Regions from separate parts of the Zea mays genome. Here all the other regions are linked to region 1. A link is a contact called in public Hi-C data. All regions are on one chromosome and are shown on one strand. Each heading gives the region's core, a stretch centred on a gene start, on an enhancer-like site or on the middle of the called end of the contact. The rest is flanking DNA. Distances are from core to core; before and after follow the strand shown. Region 1 holds the start of LOC100275493 (carbonic anhydrase). Region 2 holds the start of LOC100281929 (tonoplast dicarboxylate transporter). Region 3 holds the start of LOC100274287.

Region 1 (3,669 bases), core at 484-2,983:
GGAAATAAAATCAGTGGCGGATGAGTGCGTGAGTGCGGCTTTTGTGGACAGGATTAGCGAGTTCTTCTGCAACTATAGATCGATGGGTGGTTGTGGTTGGGGCGATAAATTAAATCACTCCCTTTCTTCACCCGTACCAACCGTCGGGACCGTGCCCTGTTCTCTTCCAAACTTACTGGAGCTCATCCAATCATCAATCAACCAGCCAACACGAAATAAAGCCCATCCCCTCTGATTCAGTATGCAGAGGCAAATTTTTTGTTCCTCCAAAAAAGAATGCAGAAGAACTTCCTTTTTTTTCTCCCCCCTCAAAAATCTCTCTGTTAGGACTAGTTTGATAATTACATCTTTTTCAAAAGATTCTTATTTTCAAAAAAAAATGAACTAATTTACCTTAGGAAAATGAAAATCTCGTGGGAAAACGAGGTTCCCAAACTAGCACTTAGATATAGTTCCTTATTGCTATCTAAAAGACTTCGTCGTCCGACGGTGAAACAAAGCAAAATAACGCGACGCAGGAAATCATGGGAAGTTACACATGCATACATAGAAAGGTTAAACTGACGTCGATGGCCACTAGTAGTGGCGCCTTTTATTTGATGGTCGTCGGTTATTCAACTGCCTGGATATATATGCGTCATGGATCAAACGGAACTCAAAAGCCAAAAGACGCGGACGATTATTAGCTATCACTACACATGTCCATGACCCCACTGCATAAACTGGTCTTATCGCTTTAGGAAAAAGCCAGCCATATACTTTATTTCACGCGCGCTCGACGTCACTACTCCTCTTTCATTCAACTCGAGACTTTTTTTTTCTGGGTGGAATTCTGTTATACTGAAAGGATATATACGTAGTAGTTGCCTTCAAACTAGCACTATCGTTGGCCGTCATCTTTTTGGAAACACCTCCCTTCGGGAATATTCTATTGGAGATGGCTGACATGCGTATGTCGTCGGTAGCTACTAGCTGATGGGAAAATGATCTAAATTACTATCATCATCACTAGCTATTCCCTCCGTCAGAAATAGATGCATTATATATAGATCTAACGTATATATCAAACTGCCTTGAATTTGATTATAGATTTGACAGAAAGAATTAATTCAAACAAAAATTTATGTACAGTGTAGTGTGCCATATTTACGTACCATGAAATATATTTTTGATAGTACGCCTGTTTTGATGTTATATAAATGATATATAGCTAAATTTAAGGGAATTTAAGATGAAGCTAAGAGTGGCGTCTTCTTGGGATGTGCATTATACTTATATTACAGTCGGATTTTGATTGGGTTTCCAGAATATCCTGCATGCTTGGTCGTGTCCTCCTAGATAATGGGAGCAAGGACTTTTGGTTGCATGAGTGCATTTCGTGCCCAAAACAGCAAGGTCGTCAGTAGTGCCGACTAGTCAGTACTTGGTTATTAGAGCTGGATGAAGCGAAGGCGTACGTGGATAGAATATATAGAAACGAGGACATGCATGCTGTACAGTGCATGATGTGCTCGCTGTGCAGTGAGCCATGCATGCATTAATTGTCGTACTCCGTACGCACGTACGTACCACGACGGTGGCGGGGGCGGCGAAGACGGGGGCGTTCCGGATGAGCCTGGGCCTGGGGCGGCCGGAGCCGGAGCCGGAGGAGGAGGACGGCGCGGGGGTGGCGAGGCTGGCGACGATGCTGGATGTGGTGGCGCGGACGGGCAATGTGTACATTGATCGTGCGAGTGCCGCTTATCGTGCCCCCTGTACGCGCTGCCTCCTTATACACACGGGGCGCACGCGTGGCGACAAGGCCGTTACAGCCCCGCGGGCCGGGGGTGCGCATGTGTGGCGGCGGCGGTCCGCGAGCGCGGCGGCGTCGTGCGGCTCGCCTGCGCCGGTGGATGCGGGCCACTCGGCGCCTCATCCGCCAGCGCGCCACTCGCTGCCCTCCCCTCCCCCCCTCGCGCGCGAGATGGAACAGGACAGGACAGGACAGGGCTCGGGATAACGCGCGGCGGCACCGTGTGGCCGACGGGCGCGCGCCGGATGCACATCCGCGCGCGTCCTGGTCTGGACCACACGGGCGCGCGCGCGCGGCCGGGGGCAGGGGAAGCGGGAAATGATGAAACGCGCGGCGTCGGAGAAACGCTAGCTGGCCTGTGCGTGTCGCGCTCTCTCGCCGGATCACCGCCGTATCTAGTGGAGGTGCAGTTTGTGTGGACGCGATGCTACTGCGGCGAGGGAGCGTTGGCACCTTGCGTGCGGTGGCACAGGAGATGTGGACATGGAAGGAGAACGCGAGCAGAAGAAAACGAGGGGGCTTGCCTGCCGTAACGCCCAGACAAGGGCGGAGAAAGCGAGCTGTGTAGACTGTTGTTCTTGGCTACGAGAGAGACGTGCTTACTCTACTGCGCGTGTAATCTGTGATGCCAGCCCGGTGGTAAAAGAAAAGAAAAGAAAAAGGATTCTGAATCCTCTTTGCGGCATCACCGTTGCCCCGGCCTCATCTGCGGTCTCCCTGACCCTGCTATGGACTGGTGGTTGGCACTTGGCATGCAATGCAGGGACGCCGAGCGTTACAGACACAGTTGGGTGGGCCGTGGGCCTGCCAGCGATCAGGTGCTCCTTTTTTTTTTTCTTTAGCAGGAAAAGAACAGGGCGCTCTGCCATTGCACGCGAAAAGGCTACAGCAAAGTTTACACGGCGCCACGGCGGTTTAAAGAGTTCCCAGAAAAACAGAAAACAAAAGGAGGGGCAAAAAACTTAAAAACGGAGATGAAAAGGCTGCACCACAGTTGCCGTCAGCACTTTGGCTTTGCGCACAGATTAGTTATCTCTATGGTGTGGCTCTATATAGTAGAAAGTCTTGTTGAATTAAACCTGCTACCTGTGCTGCGTTTTGTTGTCAAAAGTTCTAGGCATCATTCATCATCACGTTGGGTGCAAGATGTGGCTGCCGTCGTTTGTTGATCACCGGGGAGGATGGTTCGGTGGTGCTGTCAGATCTAACGCATGGTTGGTCACTGGGCCAGCAGTGCCCAGTGGCAACTGGCAAGGCAGCACGTACACGAGGTGGACTTGGAGGTTGAGAGTTGAGACGCGTCGTCGAAATGCTAGCTCTGCTAGTCTCTGGTTCAGGATCGATAATAATAAGCTTCCGAGTGAAGAGGAAACTGTGTGCCAACACTGTTATGAATTCAGCCCATGGGCTGGTTGGGCAACCAAAAGCCTCGGAGGCCTGCTGACATGGGCGGGGCCAGGCCGTTAGGCGTTAGCCTATGCGCAGATTGGCTGGCTGCTCATGTACAAAGTGTCCCCCAGTGGGGTAACTGGGTACTGGGCTAATTGAGCTTGAAATGTCGTTCGAAAACCTGGTTTTCAAACAACAGAACAAGTGAGGGGTGGTATAGAATTGTGAAGCTTCTGGATCCAGGCTGCAGCGCCCCAGAGCTGACATGTCTCACTGGAATATGCAATATAGTTTAAACATATATATACCACTCTTGACAGAGTTGTGAGAGAGAAGTGGATGAACTCACCTTTCTCCGATGCCCGCCGTATTCATCCTGACTTGTTCGGTTACAAAGAATCCATTTGGGATGCTGTATAATTTGTACGGAGTATAATATTTAATCATCTGGAACCGTCCCAGCTGCTCCATTCCATCCAAGCTTGGCT
Region 2 (3,669 bases), core at 587-3,086, 420 kb after region 1:
ATGCACGCCTATAGATGGCCAAACGACGGTCCGGCATGGGCCAGACGCCCACGGGCCACAACTCTGGCACTGGCACGTCATGCCGACCTACTAACTGTGCTGGGCCAACCCGTTAGCCCGCCGACCCATTTGATTAATCAGCATACTCATTTATCCGTCGTCCGTCCAGGACGAGAAGCAGATCAATTATCTATATCTATACTATACTTAAAGCACAAATTTCAACGGTCGTCCCGCGTCATTTTTTTTACAAATAACCCCTTACAGCTATTTCAAATTAACCAACCCGCTGCACGCCTATAGATGGCCAAACAGCGGCCCGGCACGAGCCAGACGCCCGCGGGTCACAACTCTGGCCCAGACACGTCATGTCGACCTGCTGACTGTGTCGGGCCAGCCCATTAGCCTGTCGGCCCATTTGATTAAATCAGCGTAAAATGTTAAAAAACGGTGGAGTTCGAACCCATGTCCTGATGGAAGAAGGGCGAGAGACATTGGATGAAGCTGTCTAACTAGTAGAACATCATGCGTAGATATTTTTAATATTGAATATAAATTATATATATATATATGTATATACATTTTTTTGTAAAATAAAAAAAATATAATCATGTCGAGCCGGGCCAGCACTACGGGCCGAGGCTACAGCCCAAGCACGACACGTCGTTTTTGGCTCTTGTAAGCATTAGGTCGTTACGTCACGTCGTTTTTGGCTCTTGTAAGCATTAGGTCGTTTCTCAGACCACATTGGCGCAAGGGACTCAATGGTGTTTGAGGTTGCTAAATTGGATGGAGCAACAATGATTTGTCACACTAACAGTAAAATGAAAGGTTATTTGTTGGTTTTAAACGTTAGTAATTGCTATGAAGTAGCATAATTTATCTTGTAAGCATTAGGTCGTTACGTCACGTCGTTTTTGGCTCTTGTAAGCATTAGGTCGTTTCTCAGACCACATTGGCGCAAGGGACTCAATGGTGTTTGAGGTTGCTAAATTGGATGGAGCAGCAATGATTTGTCACACTAACAGTAAAATGAAAGGTTATTTGTTGGTTTTAAACGTTAGTAATTGCTATGAAGTAGCATAATTTATGTGGAGTGCATCTAGCTTTTATTAATGTCTGATTTTAGCAATCACTCCATATTTTGATCTATCTTTTTTATAAGTTTGAGTTCATGTAACTTATTTTAGAAACTTGAGCCCACAAACTTTCTCTTATTTGGTCTCTGTATGATGAAATTATCTTATTTTATAATCTCTGTTCGTTCAGTCGGTCGTTCTGAACTCTCTTCTGATCTAATCGCTCACTTCATTGAGCGTGTTGTACCAAAACATATTAGATGGAGTAAACAATAACATCAGTTAGCCAAATAAAAAATATTATACGGATAGCGGAGACAATTAATAAAAAATCTTGAATTTTTTTTGGTGAATAGTTTATATGGGTATAGTTATAAACCGTCGCAATGCACGGTCAACCGACTAGTTTTTAAATAAAGACACTGTTGAAAGACGTTTTACAATCCTAAATCGTATATTTTAAAATATAATTTTATTTAGTACCCCTCTTGGAAATGCTCTAAAACATCCGATTGCCTCCCGATGTAGGCTGGTGGGGGCATGTGCCATGTGGACGCAGCCGATTACCTCCCGAATTCGTGTCCATCAAATAACCCACGCGCACCCTTCACCCATATGCGATATGCCTGTCGCCGTCCTGGCCAGCATGTTTTTAGCGCGCAATTATTACCATGTTACTGCCAGATCAGCACACTTCTCCGTCCATCGCGCGCGCAGGCTACAAAGACGAACGAACTCGCAGCCGCCACGCCTCAAACAGCGGCAACCGACCGACGGAACGAAGCAGCCGGTCGCGGTGCCGATGGACAAGCGCGGCAGCTTCGGGGGGACCTCGTCCGACGACGTGGAGGCGCCGCTGCTCCCGCCGCCCGCGCGCGACGACGGGGCACAGGAGTTGCGGTTGCCGCCGTCCTGGGTGCGCGCGCTGCTCGCGCACAGGTATCCGGCCGTGGCGGCTGGCCCCGCGGCAGCAGCGGCCGTGTGCGCGCTCGTGGACCTCGCCGTCGGCGGGGGCGCCCACGCCCACCACCACCGAGAGGCGCGCAACATGCTCGCAGTGCTCGCCTGGGTCTTCCTCTGGTGGGTCACGGGCGCCGTGCCGCTGGCCGTCGCCTCCATGGCGCCGCTCTTCCTCTTCCCGCTGTTCGGCGTCTCCTCCGCGGACGCCGTCGCCAAGGCCTACATGGACGACGTCATCTCGCTCGTCCTCGGCAGCTTCATACTCGCTCTCGCCATCGAACACTACCAAATCCACCGCCGCCTCGCTCTCAACGTACGCGCCGCCCTCCCCCCGATTCCCTGCCTAATCGATGGTCACTAACTCCTCACCGTGTGGGTCTGGCCATCTGGGCACGCGCGCAGATCACGTCGCTCTTCTGCGGGGACCCGGTGCGGCCGCCGCTGTTGCTGCTGGGCATCACCGGCACCACTTTCTTCGTCAGCATGTGGATCCACAACACGGCGTGCACGGTCATGATGATGCCCGTGGCGACGGGGATCCTGCAGAGGCTGCCGCGCGGGGGCGCCGGGGCCGGGACCGGGGCGCACGACGAGGTCCGCCGCTTCTCCAAGGCCGTGGTGCTCGGCGTCGTGTACGCGTCGGCCATCGGCGGGATGGCCACGCTGGCGGGCACCGGCGTCAACATCATCCTCGTCGGTATGTGGTCCACCTACTTCCCGGAGCAGGAGCCCATCACCTTTAGCTCCTGGATGTCCTTCGGCCTCCCCATGGCGCTCATCCTCTTCTTGGCACTCTGGATCACACTCTGCCTCATGTTCTGCTCCAACAACACGGGAAAGGCACTCTCCGGTTACCTGGACAGAAGCCATCTCAGAAGAGAGCTCAGCTTGTTAGGTAGTACAGTATCTAATAAGCATTTCTGTTTCTATCTAGTAAAGCTTTCCTTTCTGAAGCTTTGTCGACAAGATCTTCTTTATTTTACTCGCAATTAAAAGTATACCGCTGACTGAACATGGCATTCATCATTCAATATCTTTCCCACCATTTAGGAAACGTTACCCAACATTTGGGTCAGACCTCGGCACGTTTAAATTCCATGTTTCAGAACAATTCACTCATCCAGTGCAATCCAGGGGACTACTTATCTGAAGAAACTATTCTTCTGAACCATGCAGGTCCAATGGTATTTGCAGAGAAGATGGTCTTGGCAGTGTTTGGGGTAAATTCCACTTCTTTCCCAACGCATGTTCTACCTTATCTGTGTCATCGATTTTCTCTTCCAAAGATGGTCACATATTATACAGGGTTGCTCTTGTGTAACACACTGTAAATTTTGTAGGGTTTCTGACACACTGAAATGGATAAATTTTGCAGGGTCTAATTGTGCTATGGATGACTAGGAACCTTACAGCTGACATACCAGGGTGGGGGGCTCTCTTCCACAACAATGTCGGAGACGGAACAGTCACCGTAAGTGCACGCAGACGAAAAGTTATCAAGCCATGCATCTCTTAATCTCACAACTCACTCTCGGTTCAGATCATGATGGCCACGCTACTCTTCATAATTCCAAGCCGGAAGAACAAGGGCGAGAAACTGATGGACTGGGACAAGTGTAGGAAGCTCCAG
Region 3 (3,669 bases), core at 684-3,183, 280 kb after region 1:
CGCGGACGCGCCTCGCCCTCCCCTTCCGCAGCCGCCTCCTGGCGAGCCTGGCCACGCACCGCCGGCCCGCCACGTAGGGCGCCTTGACGAGCGCCAGCGTGAGGCAGCTCACCGCGGCGCACGGGCAGCAGCACAGCGCCACGCAGCTCGCCACCGCCGACGCGCCGCACGTCCCGCAGGACCGCCTGGAGCACCGCGTGGCCGCCTGCTCGTCTTCCTCCTCCGGCAGCGCGGGGAACCGGTACGGGCGCGCCGGCGTCGGGGTCGCCATTGCCCACCGCGCCGTCCCCGGCACCTCCCCAAATGGACTAGCGCGACGACTCCGTGCGTAAGCCGCTAGCTGCCGCCAAACCTCTGCTGTCTGTTCATGGTCATGAATAATCCAGGAGTTCGGTCATCGTTAGCGACCAAGAATGTTGCTAGTACCAGAGGTTAAGTTCTGAGTATCGACGCATCTTCTTCTGTTGACATGGAGTTCTGTGTTCCAGTAGCAGGTAGTCGGAATATTTCGCTAGTTCATATAAAAAACATTTCGCTGTCGCGGCATGCCGGTTCTTGCCGACTAGGGGGTGTTTGGTTGCTCTTGCTAAAGTTTAGCTCGGATCACATCAAGCGTTTAACTTTTAAATATGAGTATGAAATATAGACCCAACCAACTGGACTAGATTCGTCTCGTCTTTTAATCTTCAGCTGACAAATTAGTTTTATAATCCGACTACATTTAATAACCGGAACGGAGGTTCAAACATTCGATGGGATAGGGGCTAAATTTTAGCGGGGTGTAACCAAACACCCCCTAAACAAAAAAGTTAAGGCACCCACGCAAAAGCTTCGCTGATGTACCAGCTCTAGCAACAGTTAAGGTGCGCACGTCAGGACAGGACAAGACGGCTGCGTGCGAACACTACAAACGGGTGCCTGACCTTCTCTTCCCATAAGTAACGCTACCGCAGCGGGAACGGCTCCGTGCTCCGACACGACGCAGTGCAGACCCAAGCAACGGAAATGGTCTTCGAATATCGTTACCAAACTTCGATCAAGTAAACTAAATTCAAAACGTCAGACACTGTACTGCGTCGTCTTGTGATGGCAACCCTCACCTGCTACGAGACCACGACGGTTGGTTCCAGTCTACGAACAGCACGACGCATTTCTACTATCCTATCTATACCCTGTACCTATGAACAGCATTTCTTTTTTCTCTTTTGTCGAAACGAATGACAAGCACTCGTTATTATTGGTTTTCTTGATGGGTACGCCTAATATGTATCCAACAATATGTCCACTTAAATCCTTCCACTATCACATGATGTAGCTTTATAAAAAAGCCCTAATAAACTACAACTGTATCTACCGTTGGATTTAGATCTACCAGACAAAAAAAATATACTCACACCCAATATATATTTCTATATTAGTCGGTGCCTTTCTCTGTTTATGTCAACTACTAGTGCTAGTTTCCTGATAAAGCGGTGGGAGCAACTGACCGATCCGAACAACGGCACCGCGGCCGTTCGGCTTCGAGGCGACGCAGGTGAATCGACGGCATTTGTTTTTCTAGTATCTAGCGTTGCTATCTTGGATTAAACACTGATCACGCCATGAATGGTATAGCATCGATAAGAGAACGCGCGTGGCCAACGATGTGCGGAGAAGAACGGCGCGTACCCGGGGCAATAACGCCGTGGATCGAAACCCTCCTCGCTTCGCCGGACGCGAACTCCCACGATCACGCCGGGCGAGTGGCGGGCGGCGGGCGGCGTAGAGGACAACGCCGATCCAGAAACCCCGGGAGGGGACACCCGTGACGACTGGCTGCCGCCGGACAGTCGGCTCAGCGAGACGGGGTGCTGATCGGCCGAATGGGATGAGACTTTAGAGCAATATAATCTAAAAATATCGATTGGGGGGTTCCGAGGAGGAGAAGACCGAGTGGAAACTAGGGTGAATGACTGTTTCTGTTCCTCTCGCTAACAGTTCGCCTTCTTTTATACAGAGAGTGGACTGTTTCGTGCCAACTGAACAACGGTTCCCCTTCTCTCTTTTTCTCCACCGATTTGAGGAACTGAACACCAATATCGGTTTTTTTTTTTTTTGACAGATACCACTGGACAACACTTTTGCGACGGCATTGCGTCGTGTAAGAATGCAACTGGCGGTAAGCCTCAATCAAAGCTCGTAGTAAGTTCTGCAGGCCCAGCAGAGCCCATCATCTTCTCTTGCCAGTACGGCCCTGCAATAGAGCTCAGCGGCGCGGAATTTTCCTTTTCGCTTTCATTTTGACATTTTTTTATGATATGAAAGTTGTATTATGAAACAACATTTACTACAAATTTTGTTTAAAAAGCATGCCCCAGGTACATTTTTCAAACAACTACAATATAATATTTTTACTTCGACGGCTCAAAAACTATCGCCTAAAAACTGTCAAGGGCTTCCCGTATCCCTCACTCGCTTTGGTGGGTCTCCTAATGTTGTCTCCAACATTTATCTTATATCATTTTTTATTTTAAATTTCACTCTAGGATAATCTACACAAACTAATGCGGAGGGCCTAATAGATTGAAACCCACCCCAAATCTATTCTAACCCATCACAAATGAGTCATTTTCTTCAACCCAACCCAACCTAATAATTCAACCAAATAACTCACCCTAACCCACCTACATCTATTGGGTTCAGCCTATTACCTAAACTCATGAAAGATTCAGATTCACTAGAGTGGATTCGTTACTGTGTTCGGACTGAAACATTTCATTAGAATAGTAATGGAGGTGATTTGTGAATGGGCTCCGCATGATAATCAGCCAAATTGTATAGAAATCTTAAGCTATATACACATGTGGGCCCCACCTTAAAAGTCGGACCCAAAAAATTAAAGTCTCACGTTTACACCTTAAAATTTTCACAAAATTAATTGAATTTTATTGAAAATAGCTAAGAATGATAGCTTGCTAAAATTAATTGTATTTTATTGGAAATAGCTAAGAATGATAGCTTGCTAATTTATGTGTAATACTATAGCTAGATCCAAATATAGGTCCCCACCTTAGAAGTCGGACCCTAAAACTAAAACATCGCATTCACATTTTTTAAATTTTCACGAAATTAATAGATTTTAAAAAAAATATTAAGAACAATAATCCACTAATTTATATGTAACAATGTAGCTAGATCCACATGTAGGTCCCACCTTAGAAGAAGGCTAGGAGCATTTAGTAGCAGTTCTCCTCTTCCTCGTCCTCTCACTCTCACTTGAACCCGTTGTAACACGTCTCGGGATTTTAGTCCTCCAAGAGCTATACTAAGATCAACACTACACTAGACGTAGGGCGTTTGCCTAAACCAGTATAAACTCTCTCTATTCACTTGGTTCACCATTCAGGGTGAGTCTGCGCTAACCACTCTTGTTGAATATAAATTCTATCGTGTTCTTGGTTCCCAAAACCACGAGAGGTTACACCCTTAGCGGTGAGCACATGCTCCACAAACACAAGAAAGGATACGCCGAGGCTAGCAAAAATGTAGAGCGGTTGCCACCAAAATATGGCTAGATTAGCTCAACATGAGAAGGCTAATCGGCTTATACATCAAGGTGGTCATATGGGCCATGTATTTATAGATGGACTTTAGTAGGATATAATTTAGTTAGTGAGTGTTTACCACTTT

Evidence for each region. Hi-C and Micro-C count contacts between places; a contact is called where the count stands out from the background.
Region 2: a Hi-C map of bundle sheath shows a contact between it and region 1, with 3 times the contacts expected there. The contact joins the promoter of LOC100281929 here to the promoter of LOC100275493 in region 1. A contact is called at or near these places in 2 of 25 Hi-C or Micro-C datasets (bundle sheath and leaf).
Region 3: a Hi-C map of ear shows a contact between it and region 1, with 1.8 times the contacts expected there. The contact joins the promoter of LOC100274287 here to the promoter of LOC100275493 in region 1. A contact is called at or near these places in 4 of 25 Hi-C or Micro-C datasets (bundle sheath, ear, leaf and 1 more).

Annotation. Positions count from the first base shown.
Region 1 is chr3:220,993,176-220,996,844 of Zm-B73-REFERENCE-NAM-5.0, forward strand. It overlaps LOC100275493 (carbonic anhydrase), which reads right to left and starts at 1,734. Exons shown (of 14, transcript NM_001153360.2): 1 at 1,570-1,734.
Region 2 is chr3:221,415,782-221,419,450 of Zm-B73-REFERENCE-NAM-5.0, forward strand. It overlaps LOC100281929 (tonoplast dicarboxylate transporter), which reads left to right and starts at 1,837. Exons shown (of 6, transcript NM_001371797.1): 1 at 1,837-2,352; 2 at 2,442-2,934; 3 at 3,216-3,259; 4 at 3,415-3,510; 5 at 3,580-3,669. The coding sequence starts at 1,882.
Region 3 is chr3:221,275,603-221,279,271 of Zm-B73-REFERENCE-NAM-5.0, forward strand. It overlaps LOC100274287, which reads right to left and starts at 1,934. Exons shown (of 2, transcript NM_001148651.1): 1 at 1,669-1,934; 2 at 1-361. The coding sequence starts at 271.